Linked DNA regions of Rattus norvegicus: region 1 is linked to region 2. The links are chromatin contacts, called in public Hi-C maps. All regions are on one chromosome and are shown on one strand. The core of a region is the stretch at or near the end of the contact, and the rest is flanking DNA. Distances in the headings are between cores, read along the strand shown. Region 1 holds the start of Unc93a (unc-93 homolog A). Region 2 overlaps Rps6ka2 (ribosomal protein S6 kinase A2).

Region 1 (3,079 bases), core at 358-2,857, 130 kb after region 2:
CTACCTGGCACGGGGCCTTTTTAATCTTGGAATGCCAATGCGGTTTCCAGGTTAAAATTTTAACGCACTGTTCAGAACTGTTGTGTTTTTCCCAGGGTGCATTGGGAAATCATTGTTGGGCAACACTTGTTTTCGTACGAGCAAGTAGCAGAGCCTGTCTATAAGGCACCACTTGACTGGCCATGATCAGAGCTACAGAACCAGTCATGGGGAAGATTTGGGGGCAGACTTCAGGGAGACAGACAGGGAAACAACTCAGTGATGTTAAGGCCAGTTACAAAGGCTCCTACTAAAAAGTAGTGTCTGTGGCTGGTGAGATGCTCAGTGGTGAAGACCATTTGCTGCTCTTCCGGAGGTTTGGGGTTTAGTTCCCAGCACCCATATCATGGCTCACGACAGTCTGTCCCTCCAGTTCCAGGGGATCCCAAAACACACTTCTGGCCTCAAGGGTACTAGACATGTACATGACACACAGACATACATGTGGGCAATATACCCAAGCATACCAAATTAACAATGAAAAAATTAGTACCTGGTTGGAAAAGCATAGGAAAAGTTAATTTGCGTATGTACACGTGGATATATTATAAATATATGCCTTGGCAAAACACATTGCATTGCATCTTCACTGTATATATAGGAGCACATGTCTGTGTGCACATACTGTGTGCACACACCCACACACAGTGACTCTGGAGTTTGACTCATCAAGCTCTCCTTGCAACTCATAAGCAACCGAACTTATATAAGAAAATGCACATGCCTTTCTGTGTTCGATGTACCTGTGTTCTATTCTACCCTCTACATTCATCTAATTTCACAACGAAAAGTGTTCTTAAGGAAACGATACTTTCAAAGTATCTTTAAATATTCTTAGGAAGAACTTTGCAAGGTAAACTGAGACAGCCACTGAGTGTGCGCAGTCCTCTTCTGCACTGGTCTGTGGGGAATTAGCCAGGATTATGCCTTAGGTCACATGCCTGGCCTCCTTCCAACCATCATACACAAACACCAAGTCATAGGAATTGCCTCGATTTTATGGGTTGCCTGCATTCATGATCTATGTCCACCCTGATTATTGAAGGCATCTGTCCACAGCACAGCCCAGGGATTAACCCAGATGCCAGGAAGGAACATACTAGCACAGGTACAGAAACATTGAAGTGGGGAGGACCAGCCTGGGTCTCCTCTGCCCTGCTCTCCTTCCCGCAGGCCCTGGGTCATCCATTTGGGGCAAGTGAGTGGGAAACACCTTTGGGTTGGGCTATTTACCATGGTCTAGAGAGGAACACCAGGTCCCTCCTGGAGCCCAGATGAACTCTGGTAGACACCTCTGATCAGTTGGCAAGTGTCTCTTGAATTCTGAACCTTAGATGAGGAAGTGGCCTGCCACAAAACCAAGCCAGATTCTTCTTCCCAGCCTGGACCTGTTGTTTGAGGGTTGTGCTTAGGTGGCCAGCAAGACTAGGTCATTGACTGCCTCCTCTAAGGCAAGAAAACACATACCTGGCCATACCTGCCCATCCCGTTTGGTCTGTCCCTCTTCGTTGTACTGCCTAGCAGGGACCCAAGGCTGAGATGGCTGAGACAGCACAAGGAGGCTAGCACCCACTCAGCTAAGGAAAAAGTCAGGCTGATGCTGTGCATTGAGAGCAGGCAGCCAGGATTGTGACTCACAAGGGAGGGCAGGAGCTCTGCGCTCACTGCAGTGGCTGTGGGAGGGGCTGGTCTTCACATCTGGATGTCAGGGTGCGCATCACCCTACAGGTGATGTCAGAGACCCCAGATGAGACACGCACACTCCACGTGCACTCAAACAGCCGTAAACATTCAATCATTATGGTCCATTTTCTGGATCATCAAAGAACCACAAATAAGTAGGAGGTACTAGACTCCTGTCTTCCCAAGCCAGCAGCTGGCACCTGCTCACCTGGACACATTTTGGTTTGTCTTAGTGTTAGATTGTAACTCTTTTATAATCTGCTGTGTGGCTCCCAGGAGATTGGGGGCTTTGGAGGTGAGGGCTTTGTTGGAAATGCAGGGAAGATTGTTCCCCCATGAAGAATTCAGCCAATGAGGCATTTAGGGGGAGCAACGAAATGTGTTTATAAAAGACAGGTTTGTGCCCAATTGGTACACCAGGCATTTTTTGCTTCTTATCATGGCTTCCCGGAAACCAAAAATAAGTAAATCTACCTGGCTTTGAGTAGTCTGAGTCTCCAGTGCTTTTATGACCAAGTGGGGATCGTTCCTCACACTAACCCTGAATAGTCTGTGCCTGAACTGGGCAGGAGTCCAGGTGCTGTGTGAGGACATTGTGGACTCAGTCATGTGACTTCAAGTAAGCCAGATGGCACTTTTATCTTAACTCCAGTGGGATTAGCTTATAGCTGGCATTGATTAGAACATCTCTGTGGCCTAATAAGCCATTGCCCTTCCCAAAAGGAGCTTGTAAGTCAGTTTTGGGAAATAGTGATCACAGTGTGTCACCTAGGTGCAGCCTGTTCCAAACGTTTCCAATTTTCCCTGCCCTTTAGTTCTTTTGAGCTATAGGAGCTGAGCTTCTGAACTCATTTCCCCTCTCTTTTTTGAGTACCTACTGTGTGTTATTCACTGTGGCCGACTGTCTCTGGGGAGCTGAAGATGCCTATCCTCACAGCCCACTAGGAAATGTGAGGTATTGCCAATGTTAAGGGCACAGAGCAATATTCTCTGGTTCTGGCAGAAGGAACAAATGGGCTAAAAGTGCTTGTGTACCTGCCTTGAAATATTTATCTATGCCCAGTGTTCCAAACAGCCTTGAAGACTTATTCTGCAGAACAGCCCCGACCAGGAAGTGTCGAGAGTCAACAGGGCCTTGTATAAGCAAAGTGGCCTAGGGTTGACTTAGTAGAAACTAAAGACTCCATCAATGTAGAGGTAATTTGAGGGGCTGGGCACCTAGTCCCTCTGTTCCTTCAGATTTGTTAGTGAAGAACAATACCTAAGCTTGGAGGTATATGTGCATGTGTCTGTGTACGCATGTTTTTGTGTGTCTGTGTGACTGTGTGTTTGTGTCTGTGTGTGCCTGTGTATGCCT
Region 2 (2,720 bases), core at 62-2,561:
GGTGCAAACACAGACATTGGGTTTCTGTACTAGGGACTGATATTTCTGTACCAGTAATTCAAGTTAAAGTACGGTGGGAAAGTGTTACTTGTTTGTCTCGGCATTTGGTTTATTTCGTTTGGCTTTAAAAGAGGCCCTTCTGGGTCACCAGGACCACACATGTTTATTCTTACCCTGTCCTTGACAGACAGTGCCCACCAAAGCCTGGAGAGATGGAGTGATGTCTGATGTCAGACAGCCATAGTGGGTGAGCATCCAGTGCAGAGCAAACAGAGCAGGGAGAGGGCGTGTAGGAAGTAACCAGGAGAAGAAGGGGAAAGGAGAAAGGAGAAAGGAAGGAGGTGCCGGTAGTATAGAACATGGGTGTGAATGGTTTCCAAAAGAACTGTGTTCAGGCTCTGAACCCTGGGTAGCCAGTGCAGAGGTCTTGCTGGTCTGATCTGACCTATCATTCTGTCTCAACTGTCCTTCCTCACATAAATGGTCCAGGTGCCACCGCTGTGTGTCCATGGCAGGGCCACGACAAACCTGACCCCACTACACACATATATGCACATCATGCTTTAGGAAGTCTGTAGACATGTGTCCTGGGCACCTTCCTGATGTTAGCAGCTCAGATCACTGAAAACCACAGAAGTCCTATGTTCTCAAGGACTCTTTTCACCAGAGGGTCTCCTCCCATGCCCCTCGGCAGCACGAACATTTAAGGGTGACAACAGAGAAGACATTTGCTGGCATCAAATGCATGCCTGTCGACAGGTTATCCAGGTGCAGCCTCAGGATGCAGCTGTTAAAATAATCATTTATTTTGCTTTCCACTGCCTTCTGTGACCCCAAACCTACCGGCATATATTTCTACTTTTTAAAAGTAAACACCTGTCCTCCACCAGCTGCCTCCTGGGGATTCGATGATCTGTGGGCACAGAGCAAGCATGCCATCCGCCAGAGTGTGGGTCACCAGTGTTAGCTGGAGCAGGTGGAGGGTGGCAGTTCCCTGTGATTTACCTGGCCTTTCTGCTTGTCCTCTGCTCCCAGCACATTAATGCCAGCCCCAGGTCTGCCCTCCGAACACCCTTGCTGCCTACCTAGCTAAGTGAAAAATTACAAGTTAATTATAGACCAGGAAGCTTGTGCAGAGGACGGTGGAGCTGGCAAATGTAAGCTGTGTTTACTTTTCCCCGGTGGCTGAGGCAATGCTGAGAGCTCAGGATTAGCACAAACCCAAAATAAACACACAAGGTGACCTCACGGGCTAGCAAGGCAGTCCACATTGGTATCCAGCCAGCCAGCTTCTAGCAAGCCGACCCAGGGTGAAATGGCACTCAGATGGGCAGAGAACAGTACTGCACCAGATTCAGCCTAGTGTGGTAGGGTGGACGTACCTGACAGATCGCTTGTTTCCAGGCCACTGTCCTCAGTCACAGCTCCGCCCGTCAGCATAAGGATCTGCAGATGTGCCTGCAGGCCATCGATTCACTGTTAACTGTGACACATGCTTGTGGTGCTTTCTACAATTCTGGCCCAGCACATCATCTGTTTCTTTGTGAGGTGGGGAGTCTAAAGAGAAACTGAGCACCTAGGTGGCTCTGGTGTGACAGTATGCTGTTGGTACTCTTGGCTGTCCTGTGCTCTGACTGGAGCAGGGGGAGGGTAGTGACTCACTGTAGGTGGTGTGCACAGTGTTTGCTAACTGGACCTCAGCTGGGTTTTCATCATGTGCTCTTGCTTCCACTGCCGCAGGAGGATTTCCACCACTTCCTCCTGTGGCGGATGCACCAGGAGAGCTCACCCCTCCAAAGTCCCCACATGAAGAATGTGGCTACGGTCCCTCTGTCTTGGGACTTTGTAGATGAAGATAGCTTTGCAGCATCACTCGGGTTGGGCAGGCTTGTAGAGGTATCGTTCTTCCTCAAGGCCAGTCTACAGCGTTCTCCACTCCCCAACTTCCTTTCATTCTGTTTCACAGCAACCTATGTGCAGTAATTTGTACTCAAAAAACAAAAGCACAGTCACCCTTCTCAAAACCTCAGAGCCACCCATGTGTGGAGACAGGGGAACAAAGCTATGCTGTGTGTAGTAGGAGCGCATATTGGCACCTTCCAGAATGCGAGTGCAGCAAAAGCAGACACAGAACTGCCCTTAAGATCATGAGAAGTCTCTAGGAAGCCATTGTAGCACAGAGCAACTGCTCTAGAGAGCCCTACAGGGGATGGGGTGCAGGCTGCCCAGAGCTTGCTGCCTCCACCCCTGAAGATGCTGTGACAACCTTGGGACGGAAGGCATGGTGCCAGCAGTAATACCTATCATGGACAGTCCCGCCATAGCAGTGACACACGTGTACGGTCCTCCCTCAGGAAGACTGTCTGTCCTTTGACAAATGTTCTGTCCACTCTCTTGCGTGCCTCCTGCTGCCTCTCTTATAGCTGGATCAGGCTTCAAAAGGAACATGAGGGGACACATTGCCAGGAAGCCTTATGCGACCTGGTGTTCACAGCACACAGATGGGACGTGTGACCATCTCGGTCCCTGGTCATTCAGCAGTGGCCACTGGTGGCTCCAGCACTGGGCTCTGGGGCATATGAAGGGCAGAGAAGTGAACCAAGAATAATGCAGGGTGAAGCACAAAGTGTAGCTGAGCAGAGCCCCGAGGCAGGCACAGCATCTGGCCTGTCTGTGCCCTCCATTTGTCCGAGATGCTCTTGACTGAGGATCTCTCAGCC

Evidence for each region. A called contact is a pair of places that touch in the nucleus more often than the background predicts.
Region 1: a Hi-C map of kidney shows a contact between it and region 2, with 2.3 times the contacts expected there. The contact joins the promoter of Unc93a here to the enhancer-like site in region 2. A contact is called at or near these places in 3 of 12 Hi-C or Micro-C datasets (kidney and liver).

Annotation. Positions count from the first base shown.
Region 1 is chr1:55,548,161-55,551,239 of GRCr8, forward strand. It overlaps Unc93a (unc-93 homolog A), which reads right to left and starts at 1,608. Exons shown (of 10, transcript NM_001427477.1): 1 at 1,507-1,608. It overlaps LOC134482726 (a long non-coding RNA gene), which reads left to right. Exons shown (of 12, transcript XR_010059227.1): 7 at 1-3,079.
Region 2 is chr1:55,422,815-55,425,534 of GRCr8, forward strand. The region is part of intron 11 of Rps6ka2 (ribosomal protein S6 kinase A2); the gene reads left to right. Among named protein-coding and RNA genes, the nearest start is that of Gpr31, 51 kb to the right of the region's middle. Within about 2 kb of position 1,312, at least 12 of the 93 cell types and tissues checked have an H3K27ac peak or open chromatin away from gene starts, as enhancers often do. A contact at or near this core is called in kidney, where this site is marked.